Regions from separate parts of the Mus musculus genome. Here region 1 is linked to region 2. The links are chromatin contacts, called in public HiChIP or PLAC-seq maps. All regions are on one chromosome and are shown on one strand. Each heading gives the region's core, a stretch centred on a gene start, on an enhancer-like site or on the middle of the called end of the contact. The rest is flanking DNA. Distances are from core to core; before and after follow the strand shown.

Region 1 (3,267 bases), core at 272-2,771, 190 kb after region 2:
ATCAAAGTACATTGTGTAAATATATAAATTTCTTAAAGAATTAATAAAACTACTATATTTTTAAAAACCATGTGCCTATGATAGTTCATCTTTTTCATCTAGGTGAATTACTTGTAAAAATGAGGACACCACTGGAACACAAACTGTGCCCAATCTTGTAGAGGGACTGAAAGAATAAAAGAAGGTAGCTCTATTGCTAACTATATGCCTTCTGTATAATTTTAATTGAATAAAATGAAATGAGATGCATATTCATAGTATGAATATTAGTATAGTATTCAAACTGAATCTGTAAAATAATAAATTCTGTTCTTAGTTCTTCTATAGTTTATCCACTCAAACATGTAACATTTGTCAAACTCATTCTGGTTGTTTTCCCTTTTGGGGGACAACACCTCTCTGTGGGGCTCTGGCTAGTTTCCAACTTATGACCCTGCTTCCTCAGTCTCCCGAGTCCTGTGGTTACATTGTATGCCAGACTGTTTGTTTAATTCTTGAACACTTTGCCTTTAAAAAAATACTTGGGAGTTACTGAGTTCCTTTGTGAAATCTCTGGAGACTGTACTTGGCATAGGGCAGGTGATCAAGCATGGTGTATGAAGCAGAACTGGATGGCTCTAGCCTGTCAAAGAAACTCCTACCTCCCATGGGAAATTTAACAACCCATTGCTCTCTTGACCCACATCTTTGCCTTAATTACTTAGAAATTATTGAAAAGCAAGTTTTGGTGGTCCACAGTCTACTCTGTGTATGCTATGATGCTACAAACCTTATCCTATGTTGAGAATGATACAGTTTGGAGAGTGGCTTTTGAAAGTGTCCATATCTAATTCAGAGGTTTCTCCAGTTTCTTTCTGCACTGCATATACTTTCCAACTATTCATACAGCGCCACTCTTCAGATGACTAATTCAGTCGTTTTCATGAGTATCCTTCCCTGAAGAAACCACTGATCACCAACCAGGACCCGCCACACATCCATGGACACCTAGAATCTACCATATGCATCCCTCTTGGAAAGTTGCCCCACACAGGAAAATTTTCTGACTTTTTCAAGATATCTGTTACCTCTGAATGGTTTGAACTTGTTCTCCAGGTCAAATTCTTGTCTTCCCAGTCGAGATAGGTCAATTCGAAGATCTGGACATATGGCATATTCCTCAATTGTTTTGCTGATCTGGTAGATTTTGTCTGAGACAACATCTGGTGCAGGACCTAAAATTTGACATCCAAAATGCATTTATTTTAAAGCCTCTATAATTTCTATCAGAGATGCATTACCGGCCTCCTGCACTAGCAAAGAGGGACTCTCTAAACAATGAACAAAGATTCACAAGTTCAATTAGACCATGTATCTCCCACATTGTATTTCTTCACTATGGAGAGGATATTTGATCAGCCCGGCCTGTTCAGTGTAGATGAACAACCCACATGTTTGTTTTAATCCACTTCTAAGCAATGATACATACACTCTAAAAATAGTTTTGCACCTGCTGGGGAGACCCGGTTATGTAATCAGCTTTGTTCAGGATATGAGACACAAACAGGATATGCACTTGACAGAAGTCGGAGATTCCAGATTCAAACCACAGCTCCCCAAGTGCCTCAGAACTCTGATTTCTACTCCTCACTGTTGTCTCATTGATATGTGATGCTACCCAGATACGTTCATTACTTTTTCCAGTTCATACTCGCCATCACAACTTAGTTTTTAAAAATGGGAAGTAGCTAAAAACTGCTTGATATGTTTCCTCAGGAGGTCAGATTGGCAACAGTGTTGGACTTAAATGACTTTAAATGAGCTAAGCATGAAATCAGTAGTTGGTTTTGGTCATAGACAGGACTATAGGGTCCTCATGTGAGCCTACATGTGTGAAAACATATTGGATATGTTATACGGAGCTTAATTCTCAAGAACACAAGTATTACCACCCTCTCTAAGTGGAGAAACTGAAGTCAGAGAGCAAGGTGAATCTTCATTTGTTCGTACAGTTTACCTTTAATTTTATGTGTATGGATGTTTCACCTTGACATTTTCTGTGCACCACATGTCTTTAATGGTCACAGCATCCAGAAGAGGGCATCATATCCCCCTGGAACTAGAGGTACAGACCAGAACATTGTCAGCTGCCTTGTGGGTGCAGAAGTATTTCATGTAACAGAATGCCCTCCAGGTCCATCCACGTTGTAACAAATGAAAGTCCATCCCATTCTAAGACTGGTAATATCCCATTGTGTATCTATTACCTTCTTCATCTATTCAACTATTAATAGATACTTGGGTTGTTTCTATATCTTAGCTGTCATGGTTTGTATATGCTCAGCCCAGGGAGTGGCACTATTAGAAGGTGTGAACTTGTAGGAGTAGATGTGTCACTGTGGATATGGGCTTTAAGACCCTCATTCTACCTGCCTGGAAGTTAGTCGTCCACTAGCAGTCTTCAAGAAGATGAAGAACTCTCAGCTCTGCCTGCATCATGCCTGTCTGGATACTGCCATAGTCTCACCTTGATAATAATGGACTGAACCTCTGAACCTGTAAGCCATCCCCAATCAAATGTTGTCCTTTATAAGACTTGCCTTGGTCATGGTGTCTGTTTACAGCAGTAAAACCCTAAGACATTAGCTATTGTGGGTAATGCTACAAAGAAAATAGGAGTGCAGATTTCCTTGCACTATAGTGATCCAGCATCATTGAGTTTAGAGTCAGAAGAGGGATGGCTTGCTCATATGGAAGTTCCTTTTTTTTTCCTCCATACTGTTTCCTTAATGGTCATACCAATTTGTATAACTTGACAATTATTCTAGGCTTCTCCTTCTCCCTATCCTCTCAAACATTTATGTTACTTATTTTCATAGTAGCCATCCTAGCAAATAGAAGACAATAACTGTCCATATGATTCTTGAATTTGTTATCTTATTGTCTAACTAAAGAATGTTCCACATGTCCTGGGAAAGAACATATCCTGCTGTCATGAGACAGTAAGTTCTAGTCGTGCCTGTGAGGTCTGTTTGGTATAAAATGAAGTTCAACTCCCATGAGAACTTTGTCTTGTTGATCTACCCATTGATGAAAATGGGATATTGAAGTACCCTACTATTGTTATCCTGATACCCATTGCTTCCTTTGTATTCATTAAGATTTGCTTTAAGTACTCGGGAGCCTCATCACTGAGCACATATAGACTCATAATTCTTATGGGTTCTTAGTGAACTGTTCCCTTTGTCATTACATGGTAACCTTATTTTCACCTTGTAATAATTATTT
Region 2 (3,413 bases), core at 155-2,654:
AGCTTGTGAATCTTTTAAAAAATAAACACATTTTCTTATTTAGCTATCCTGCGGTGTTGGGCATGCGCTGGTACTTAGCTAGTTTCAGAAGCGTTGTGTCTCATTTCTCAGGTGATTTCTGTAGATAGAAAGACAGCTACAGAGAGCAGATATTATGGGCCTCAGAACACTCCCATGGACTCAGCTTGACATGAGTGACGCCATCTTGCCTCCACAGCTGCCTAAAATAACACTATTCAGTTTTCCTCTGAAGTTTTCCAAGAAACTGTAAGCGAAAGCAACCAACCACCACCACCATCGCCATCTACCAAAACCAACCAACCAAACCATGAGTAGAATGTGGGTCTTTATAGGCAGACCCTGGGGCCGAGAATGTGCCCAGCTCTTTGATATTCTCTTAAGATAGGCCAGGTCCACTCCAGCTAAGGTGAGGTCACTTTCGTCCCAACCCTTCTTTTGTCCCAAGTAATTGGATCCACTTAGTCTTGTTGTCATCCAGGGCCATGTGTTTTTGTCCGTAAGTTCCACGATAAATTGCAGTCTATGAGATCCTGCATCTGTCCCTTTCTTCAGTCTCCGTGTACCTGGGCCTGGGTTTTGCTAAAACATCACTGCAATGTGGGGTAGGTTTTGCAGACAGGAAGTGAGTATCAAAGACCAGCGTGTCTATTTCTGACTTAGAGTCTGTGGAGTTCTGACCACACAGCAGATGGGCACCCATAAGTTTCTTTAGGTATAAAATGGAGTTAGTTCTGGTTTCCTTGAGGGATTATTGTGAGGAGGGACAGAGAGTATGTCAGGTGGTACATCACTTGGTGGCAATACTAACCACCAAGAATAAGCAAGAAAAACTCAGTGTTTATTGTTTATTTCATTATTGTTGCTTGAGACAGGGTCTCCCTATGGCCCTCCGCCTGGCCATGAGCTTGTGAGCATAAGCCCCTAAATGCTGGCCTAACAGCTCTACTCCATTAAGCAAGGTGGACACCTGAAACACGCTCTCTCTCTCTCTCTCTCTCTCTCTCTCTCTCTCTCTCTCTCTGTGTGTGTGTGTGTGTGTGTGTGTGTGTGTCTTTGCTTTCTTTTTTAAACAGTACATAGCTGATATTACCATTTGTTCAAAATCTCAGACTTTTAAAAAGTGGCTCTTACTGGGTGGTGGTGGCACATGTCTTTAATCTCAGCCCTTGGGAGGGAGAGGCAGACAGATCTCTGTGAGTTCCAGGACAGCCAGGGCTACGCAGAGAAACCCTGTCTCAAAACCAAACACACACACAAACAAAAAAATTAAAGCTAATAAACAAAAAACCAAACCAAACAAACAAAAGTCTGGCTCTCACTCTTTACACAAAACCAATAAAGCAAAGAGAGGTGGCTGAGGTCTGCATGTGGCTCTCTCACTTCCTCCCACCCAGCTAACCGGCTGGATGGATGCCGCCTGCAGCCTGCAGGGATTCGAGGATTTCCAAGAAACTGTAAGCGAAAGCAACCAACTGGATTCCTCTCTCCAGTCTTCTCCCTCACTAGTTTGCTGCTTCTCTCTAACAGGACTCCCTAGTCCTGCCTGCATTCTAACCTGGGGCAGAATTAGCAATGAAGACTGTTGCTGTAATCATTCTGCTTTATGTAACAAACTAAATATATTCCACCTTGTGGTTCTCTCTGCAGAGCGCACGTTTCCCTTCTCACCTTCTGTGCTGTGTGCCCGCTGCCAGTTGTGTAGAAAAGAACACTCATTAAAAGCGTTGATTTGTACCTTGGCTCCCACGCAAGCAGACGGAAATCAAATGCATCATGTATGGTAAAGGGAAGCCTTTGCTCGAGTGATCGGAATCCACCTCGCTCCGTCTAGAGATTTTTCTCATCAACCAATAAAGATGTTTTCATTGCCTTGCTTTGGAGAACCCTCACAAAAGTTTAATTTCTCATTTTGCCTCTGCTGTTGGAAACCATTTGTGGGATGGAGATGCCCAGTTCACGAATCACTGGATCCTTACATGTTACAATTTGCTTTTAGACAAGATCTTGCTAAGTTGTCCAGGTTGGCCTCAAACTCACAATCCTCCTGCCTCCGTCTTCTGAATGTTGGGATTATAACATGCACATCCATGCATGGGCCTCAGCTGATGATCTTTCAGGACACAGCTGCTAGCTCTGCATCCTGCCCACCCACACCTTTGTAGATAACCACTTTCTAAAACTATACTCAGTGCTGGGTCATGTCGGATGCTTACCTGGTATGTTTGAGACTCTGGATTCAAGCTCCAGAAAGGCTGCAGACAGACAAACATACAACCTGTTCTCACATGCCCAGAACTGAGTGGCCTAGCCCTTTCCTTCTGTGGACACAGAAACCCAAGGGTTCTAGAAAGAGTGCCAATATCTTCCACCAGAGTTCTCATAGGACATACCGGGACCCAATCAGCAAATGATAAAGGCTCGCAACTTCTATTTATAAATTCTTGTTCTAACACATGAGGTATTTTTTTAAAAAATCGTATTTATATATATTACATCCACATTACATAGTGTTCATAGACAAAAATTTTGGCAAAGAAATATTGCTCAACTAGAAAGCTAACCTTTCCATGTCTAAGTCACTGGATTCATACGACAGGGTTTTCTAAATAAAAAGAACCAATCAAATGATGAAATCAGTAGGTGTACTGATAGCTGAAGAGATGGACACACACACACACACACACACAAGCACACACACACATACATACACACAAGAGCTAGCATTACAATTGGTGCATTTAATTATGGAGGTCAATATATTATAATTTAATCTAATGCCAAGAACCAGAGGACCTGGAGGTCACTTCTTATAGGAGCCCAAGAATTTGGAGTTCTGATGTCCAAGGGCAAGAGAAGATGTATGTATGTCCGTGACCCAAAAGAGAGAGAAGCTTCACTTTTTCTCCATCTGAGTTTTATTTGGCCCTCAGCTGTTTGAATGCTGCTGCCCAGATTCCTAAGCCTGAACCTGCTCTACCCTGTCTGCTGATGAAAGTGTTAATCTCTTCCCAAAACATGGGCACACAGACACACCCAGAAATAATGCTCTACGGGCTATCCGAGTGTAGTGGAACTCTGTCTTCTGGGTGTGGAAGGACCAGCGCTGGACTGAAACCAGTAGCCGTGTTTACCCACAAGAGACGATGGTCAGGAGACTAGGGCTACCAACAGTCCTTCATAGCCAAGGATGCTAAAGCATGCCTGAGACCACAGCACTGAGGAAGTAAAGGCAGGAGGGTCAGGAGTCCCAGCTCGTCCTCATCTACAAAGCAAGCTCAAGCCTCCGTGAGACCTTTCATTAAATAAAACCAAACAATTACACGAACAGCAACAAACCCCCAAACAAAACAAAATTCCCTCATGAGGCAGTGAGGAGTCATCAAACCCTCACC

What was found. HiChIP or PLAC-seq counts read pairs in DNA pulled down with a chosen protein or histone mark.
Region 1: an H3K27ac HiChIP or PLAC-seq map of large pre-B cells shows a contact between it and region 2, with 2.8 times the contacts expected there. The contact joins two enhancer-like sites.

The regions. Positions count from the first base shown.
Region 1 is chr19:24,823,225-24,826,491 of GRCm38.p6, forward strand. Pgm5 (phosphoglucomutase 5) reads right to left here. Exons shown (of 11, transcript NM_175013.2): 3 at 1,068-1,214. Among named protein-coding and RNA genes, the nearest start is that of Gm52405, 34 kb to the right of the region's middle. Within about 2 kb of position 1,522, at least 10 of the 459 cell types and tissues checked have an H3K27ac peak or open chromatin away from gene starts, as enhancers often do.
Region 2 is chr19:24,635,202-24,638,614 of GRCm38.p6, forward strand. No RefSeq gene overlaps it. Among named protein-coding and RNA genes, the nearest start is that of Tmem252, 37 kb to the right of the region's middle. Within about 2 kb of position 1,405, at least 6 of the 459 cell types and tissues checked have an H3K27ac peak or open chromatin away from gene starts, as enhancers often do.